Regions from separate parts of the Mus musculus genome. Here region 1 is linked to region 2. The links are chromatin contacts, called in public HiChIP or PLAC-seq maps. All regions are on one chromosome and are shown on one strand. The core of a region is the stretch at or near the end of the contact, and the rest is flanking DNA. Distances in the headings are between cores, read along the strand shown. Region 1 overlaps Ltbp1 (latent transforming growth factor beta binding protein 1). Region 2 holds the start of Ltbp1 (latent transforming growth factor beta binding protein 1).

Region 1 (3,610 bases), core at 58-2,557, 110 kb before region 2:
TGTCTGTGTTCTTGGTCCCTCTGGAAGAGGCCAGATAATGTCACCGTTGTCCTTCACTCAGTGAACAAAGAACTAAGTCCTATCTAAAATATGTCAGTGAGCTTAGAAGTACCTTAACTCTCCAGCCTTGGTCCGCCATTGCTTATCTGGTCATCTGTTAAACTTACTCATAAAGGAAGGACGGGTTAGAGGTAACAGTCTTCACCACTGACAATAAGAAAGTTTGAAAGAGACAAAGAGCCCCACCATCAGAGCTCCACCAAGACCTACTGAGGCCCATCGTGAAGATGGGGCCCTAGAATGTGTAGCTAAAGAATAGAAAGTGCACAGGTCTTTCTGATGGCCAGCAAAAGAAAAAGCCACTGCTTTAGTGAATCTTTTCTTCAAGGCTCACACAGTGACACACAGAGGTGAATTTTCTGGCTAATATCTCGGCTGGTAACTAACTTATAGTCTTGACCTAGGATTTAAACAGTCTACAAGACCATTATTATCCCCCGCCCCACCCCATCTGACAGCTCCACAGTCCTCTCTGCTTGGGTTTCCCCAGTGCTGGGCATCAAACAATGAATGAGTGAAATAGCCATGCCTTCAGGAAGCTACCGTCATCCAATTAGAAGTACAGTCCATTGAAACGTTCATCGGCTATAAGAATAAACCAGAGAACGAGCTAGGAGTCCCTGTTCTCATAAATGGGTTGTGGCCTCTAGGCTTCTGGGAAGTTCCTAGCATGGGCTGGCAAGTCTGGGCATTTTTTTTTCTCAGCACAGAACCACCGAGCAGTAAAAGAGTTACCTACTTCAGTGAGTAACTGAACAGGCATGCACAAAGACCTCAGAAGACTTCACGTCAATCCAGCTGTATTTGAAGTGCAGACCTGTGGTCACTGGCCAGGTCACCAGCCACCCACCGCTAACACCAGCTAAGAGGTTTCATCACCCCAACAGGCAAGCTGCCCCAGTTTATTCTACCCTTCGCCCAGGGCCGCAGTCACCTCGCCATGGTCCTATGCGAACCACGATTTACAGATCAACAATAAGCGTTCTCCAGATGGAGGAATGATAAACTATTCCAAAACAAATCTCCAAAGGGGAAGAGGGAAATAAAACAGATTTCTGAGTTTGTTTTTCATGGGCAGCAGGGAAAAAAAATAAATCTACCAAATACCAACACCTCTCCAAAAGGCCTCCTGCCAAGTTCATGATGACTGGTGTTAAAAATGTGAGTTTCCGGTAGAGAGTGTGACACATCCCTGAGTCAAAGGGGAGCCCAGCCCTGGCTCACAGTCTCTGTCAGAACTGGGTGACACTTTCCCTCTAAGGAGTTTAAAATAAGGGCAACAGTGAAGTCAAGGCCATGAGTCATTTTGTTGCCTGCAGCCATGCTCAGATTTCCATCAGAATCAATAGGCCAAACTCACGGCTCTGAATCACAAATGGCGTTTCGGAGAACAGAGACCTGAACTTTGAGCAAGTTAGAAACACTGCACCCACATAATCTTTGTTGATACGCCCAGGAAATGAACACCGCACAAGGAAGCAAAGACCTCGGGCAAACAAAGAGAAGAGAGGAGGGAAGGTGGAGGGCCAAGCCTTAAATTCCCTGTTCTTCCCCATAACTGTTCAGTAAGCAGGAAAGAGATGGATAAGCTGGCAGCTATGGTGAGGGACTTCAGTGTATGAGGCTTTAGCTATCCAGGAGGATAGAATAGGACCGAAAGAGAGGCTGGCTGCTTAGCAACTCCCTTATCCATACTCCAGGTCAAAGAACTAGATGCAACAAAGTATCCGGGAGAGGCAACCAGCAAAAGAAACAGCAGGAGTAGACAAAAGGGGCTTTAAAAAAAAAGCAACAACAGAATAAGGTACTATGTGGGGTCGTGTAAACTATGCAGGCGGTGGATAATTGCAAGCACCAGAGACCACCCCATCCTATACCCTCCCCTTAGGCCAGTGGTTCTCAACTTTCCTAATACAGCTACCCTTTGATACAGTTCCTCATATTGTGGTGACCCCCCCAACCATAAAAGTATTTCGTTGCTACTTCATAACTGCCATTTTGCTACTGTGACGTGTAATGTTAATATCCAATCTGCAGGACATCTGTTGTGATCCCTTTGGGGTTCAAGACTGTTTTGGGGTTGAGAACCTCTGCTGTGAGCCATTGTCACACAGCACTCCAAGCAGCCAACCCAAACTGATTGGGATTGAATTTGAGATTAAATAGACACCAACTGAAACGACATAGGAAACCTGGGTCTACGATTCACTCAGTGTTAAAATGACTTGTGCAAATTAAGGGCTCGTGTCTTGCCCTTCACTTAGGCAAGCCCCTCCACTCTCCAACCCTGCTTCACGGCACTTGCTAGTCCTGAAAGTCTCCTCAGTCTTAAAGCTACAAATTCCAGTTTGACCAGAACCAGGGACAAGTATGAAGTTCTGTTTTTTCTACCCCCTCACAATAATACTTCACACACACACATACACACACACACACACACACACACACACACACACACACACACCCTTGCTCCTTAAAGACTACAAATATTTAACCTTGTAAAATGCAAACAATCACATTCAAACCTTCTCTCCCTCCCTGAACCTCAACCCCTAAGAGGAATTAACCATGGTCCTCATTGGCAAAAAAATGACCCTTGGACTTATATGATCTCCAATACTCACCTAAAGCAAGGCATTGCTAAGAATTCCAATGAAATCACCTCTAGTGCAAATATTCCCACAGAGAGAGGGAATCAGATATATTTGCATGTGCTAGGACTGCAGTGAGCTTTACAGGAAAGAGAAAATTGAAAGAAAAGAGACTTATGTCCCCGTTCTCAGCCTATCAGCCTTCCACGGTTTCAGAATCCTAAATTGTCATTCCAGCCTGTAGCAACGTATAAACGCACGTAAGTGATTCCTGTGTTTATCATTTGAACATAAAAGTCAAATACATAGCTATGAAAAGGAGTCCACAGTTCAATAAAAGAACCATGTGCACAGTTCTAAGTCATCCTGTGGGAGAGAAGCTGAGGAGAATTTCTATCCAGGCCTGAGCTAACATCTAGAAGAACTTGGACCTCTCAGCCTCACAGTGGGAAACATTGTTTCTCTTGCATATCCAAGTTAGATTGCCACCGCAATGTGAATTTGGTTACTGAACACACACACACACACACACACACACACACACACACACACACCTAGAAATGAATGTTTTCTTATATTATCAGTAGTTCTCAACCTGAGTTCAAAAGCCTTTCATAGGGGTTACAAATCAGATATTTACAATTCATAACAGTAGCAAAAAAATCATAGTTATGAAGTAGCAATGAAATATTGTTTTGGTTGGTGGGGTCACCACAACATGAGGAAGTGAATTAAAGGGTCACAACATTAGGAACATTGAGAACCACTGTTTTCTACCCTCCTCAGGGTCTCCTCCTTAGACCCAGGCTTCCTGACCACATGGTCTCAACTCTGAACGAGAAGGTACAGAGTAGATGGTTGCGCTCTGTTTTGGTTGGTATGTTTGCTTCTTTTTGTTTTTTTGTTTTTGTTTTTTTGTTTTTTGTTTTGTTTTGTTTTTTAGCGCTATAGAGTTTCTC
Region 2 (3,632 bases), core at 1,045-3,544:
AAGAATTCTCTACTTCCCATTCCGCCTTTGCCATCATGTCAACGAATGCTTTTTATTCGTTGGTGCAAACACGATAAAATGAATCGTATTTTGTTTTGGCACACAGCCTATGCTCAAGTGGGATTTTTCCCCCCCAAGTGAGACAGGCATAAGCATCGGGGTTGAGTGCAGGGGCATGCTGGATACCATAACCCTGAAGGACAAACATACTCCAGTCCTTCCTAGATGGTTATACAGGCTGCAGGTGTACTCTATTTCAGACTTCACCTTCCCAGGGGCAGTGCCTGCCTCTTCAAGAGGCCTCTGTAGAACCTCCCTAACCCAACCTGACCCTCTTCCTCCCACTCCACCCCCCCCCCACACACACACACAGCCCCACCTGGTCCACTGTGCAAGGCCCGCTGTGAGTACAGTGACTTACGTTTGGTGCACCTCTGGGAGCCAGGAGGTTTACTCCACCCGTGGCAGCACTGCCCTCCACAGACGTTGATCCTGAAACAAAGCGAGACCTCTGAGTCCAGCGCAGTGAACTCAAGCTTTCAGAGTGTTCCTGAAAAGCCAATCTCTTGCTTACACATTCCTCTCGATTAGAGAGAGAGCTCCAAAGTGTGCCCAGGATGCTCCACCCAAAGTTGCTCAAGTGGAAGGGTCAGGGACCATTCACCTGGGAAGGATGGAGGAACTAAGGGATGTGCATAAACAAGCATGGAGTCTTAAAATCCAAACAAACAGTTGTCTCTTAAACTCCAAATTAAAACAGAGTCAAATGTATTCTTCATATTCTCTGGGCCCACTTTGCTTCAGAGAGTAGTATCCCCCAGCCCCTCCCCCTCCCCCGTGCTGCCAAAAGAGTGAGATCACCCCGAGAATCCATCCCTGCGGGGGGGGGGGGGGGGCGTATGTCCAAATTAAGTCGCCCCCATCCTAACTTGTGATTAATGGGGTTAAAGCCGTTCAGTGGGGATACTTACCAGCACCGAATAACAAACTTTAATTCCTACTGCTGTTCACGTGGAGTCTCACCCCCAGCCCCTTACCAATTTAGGACCCACAGGTGCCAGGAAACCCAAGTATACAATTTCTGGGATGCTCAAGGAGAGCTGGGTCTTTAGAGCCAGCTTTCACTCACAATCCCTTTTTCATTAGGTAAACCAAAATAAAAAACCGAGTTGCAAGAAGTTTAATTGATGCCTTGGGATTAAGCTGTAGTGACTTCATGTTTACGCCCATAGTCTAGGAGCAGAAGGGTTTGCGCACAGGAGGTTACGCCCCGGGGAAGAAATAAATGCCTTTTGTGTTTCCCCCGCAGCTGGGTAACAATGCACTGAGAGTTAAACACCAGTAAAAAGTGAGCGGGCTTCCCCCGTGCCCACCCCTTCCCGCAGCGCCTCCGGCGGGGAGGAGACGGTTCCCGGGCCTCGGCGGGTCCCGGCGCGCGAGGCAGGCAGAGCGTGGGCTTACCCCTGCAGCTGCTGCTTCTGCTGAACCTGCAGTCTGGAGCCCCCGGCGCTCTGAGCGTCCTGCTGCACTTGGGAGCGCACGACTTGCCTGCCATGTTTGGCGAAGCGAGTGACCGCGGTCTGAGCACCCGCCTTAGAGTGGAGCTGCCGGCTGGGCCCCCCCGGACGCGCGGGCTCGGGTGGCAGCGGAGATCGGAGCCCCGGCAGGGCCGCGCCGCCGGGCTGGCTGGTGCGCCGGGTCCGCTCGGCTGGGGGCCCAGCCAAGGCGCGGCTGGAGGCGGCTGTTGAGCTCCGGCTGTACCTGGCGTCCAGTGCGACGTTGAAGGTCCGCGGGGGCCCAGCCAGAGGCAAGGCTCCGGCCGGCAGTCCCGGGCCCGGGCGCACCACGTACGTGATCCTCCGCACCCGGCCGTGCGCAGACCACGCTAGCAGCCCTGCCCAGAGCAGGAGACCCCACCTGAGCCAGGCTCCCGCCATCGCGGGCAGTCTCCGGCCGCGCGGCTCGTCCTGCCCCGGCGCGCTCCCTCGGTATCCCCAAGGACTCTGCGGAGAGCCCGTGCGCCGCGGGGTGGAGACCAACTGGGTGGCCGCAGGGGAGGGAGCTTTGCGGGCGGCTGAGCGGCAGCGGACCCCAGCCGGGAGTGGAGGCGAGCAGGGGGCGGGAGTTGGGGTGGAGAGGAGGGGAGGGGCGCGAGCTGCTCAAGGTGAGGGTCCCCTGGCTCAGACGAGGTGTCGCCGGGTGCGGCTGGGGTGCTACGGGCGCCAACCCCGCGAGGGTGAGCAAGGACGACCGTGAGCGCTGGACGCTCAGAGGCAGCCCCGGCTGCAAAGTCTTTTAAAAGTTTCTTCTCCCCGGTGGAGCCCTGTGTCAGATCTGAACAGCCAATCTGCAGCAGACGTGACGTCAGGCAGCAAATCCTAATTGGGGAAAGCTCGAGATGAGCCGGAGAATGAGCCGCCACCCTCCGCATCCAGATATTGGGGCTATGGGTCGGGTGGACAGGGATTCCCGCTCCCCAGCGCCAGGAAAAGACAAAGGGCTCAGCAAGGTGAGGGAACGGCCCTTTCCTTCTAGCAGCCGGAAAGGATTCGAGTAATACAGTTTGGAAGCGCAGGCACTTTTACTCGAGTTTGCTCGGATACTGTCTGCAGAAGTTGGATTAAAACACTAGGTCCGGTCCCAGAAAAGGCTATCCGAGGTAGCGTGAGCTGTCCATTGGAAAGTGATTAGCTCTATTAGTCTGAAGGAAGGTTTTCTTTAGGACTGCAACCTCCGGAAGACTTTGTGGTACCCTGCTCCTGACATTGGAGGGTCAAGAATGCGGGATGGGCAGCAGGGGGCGCCCGTGTAGATGAAGAAAATCGCAGAGGCTGCCCTGCCGGTGGTCCTTGCAGTGGAGTGGAATGGAGCATTTAGGAATTTCTCTCTCTCTCTCTCTCTCTCTCTCTCTCTCTCTCTCTCTCTCTCTCTCTCTCGTGCAAAACAGAGTTTGAAGAAAACCAGGAAATGACGTCTTTACTGCTAACATCTGAATTAAGACAATGTCAACAGAATGAATGCTGTTTTTACATGACTGCAATCAAAAGTCCATGATAATAACTGTATATTTTTTAAAACAATTTTTTAAAGGCCCGGGACTGGAGCAATAATTCAGTGGTTAAGTGCACTGGCTGCTCTTTCAGGGGACCTGGATTAGATTCCCAACCATCCAAAATTCCAGTTCCAGGAGGTTTGATGCTCTCTTCTGACATTCAGGCGCCCATACACATATTCAGACAAAGCAGTGACACACATAAAATAAATAAATATTTTTAAGTGAATTAAAAAGGGTCTTTTCCCAGGCTTGGGTTTTCTCACATATTAGTAATTTTGATTGTTCTTTGTTTGAGGGTTTTCCCTGCATCCGCTTAGGACAACTGATAGCAAGTGAGAATAATTTCAGAAATACTGATAGTGGGAAAAATCATTCCAAGCTGAGGACTAATCTAGTCACCTACTTTTCTCTGCACATTACAGAAATACTGGTGAGCGTTTGCTCTGAGGGAAGTGGGCCTGGAGGCCAGCAGCCTGAACACAGGCTTCCAGAAGGAGCACTGTCTGAGAGAGTCACTACCATCAAAGAAATAGCTCTGGTCGCGGGGAGGAGACCAGGGCTCCAGATAAAATGATCA

The links. HiChIP or PLAC-seq counts read pairs in DNA pulled down with a chosen protein or histone mark.
Region 1: a contact with region 2 is called in an HNF4G HiChIP or PLAC-seq map of pancreatic cancer cells. The contact joins the enhancer-like site here to the promoter of Ltbp1 in region 2. A contact is called at or near these places in 4 of 39 promoter capture datasets (3T3-L1-derived adipocytes, the HPC-7 cell line and cranial neural crest), 5 of 484 Hi-C or Micro-C datasets (the HL-1 cell line, embryonic fibroblasts, nephron progenitors and 1 more), 5 of 115 datasets of contacts at active chromatin or transcription factors (embryonic limb bud, fetal liver, heart atrium and 2 more) and 2 of 9 other capture datasets (adipose tissue and pancreatic islet).

Annotation. Positions count from the first base shown.
Region 1 is chr17:75,108,313-75,111,922 of GRCm38.p6, reverse strand. The region is part of intron 3 of Ltbp1 (latent transforming growth factor beta binding protein 1); the gene reads right to left. Among named protein-coding and RNA genes, the nearest start is that of Ltbp1, 100 kb to the right of the region's middle. Within about 2 kb of position 1,307, at least 84 of the 459 cell types and tissues checked have an H3K27ac peak or open chromatin away from gene starts, as enhancers often do. A contact at or near this core is called in the HL-1 cell line, adipose tissue, embryonic fibroblasts and 1 more, where this site is marked.
Region 2 is chr17:75,004,191-75,007,822 of GRCm38.p6, reverse strand. Ltbp1 (latent transforming growth factor beta binding protein 1) reads right to left here and starts at 2,294. Exons shown (of 34, transcript NM_019919.4): 1 at 1,462-2,294; 2 at 422-492. The coding sequence starts at 1,937.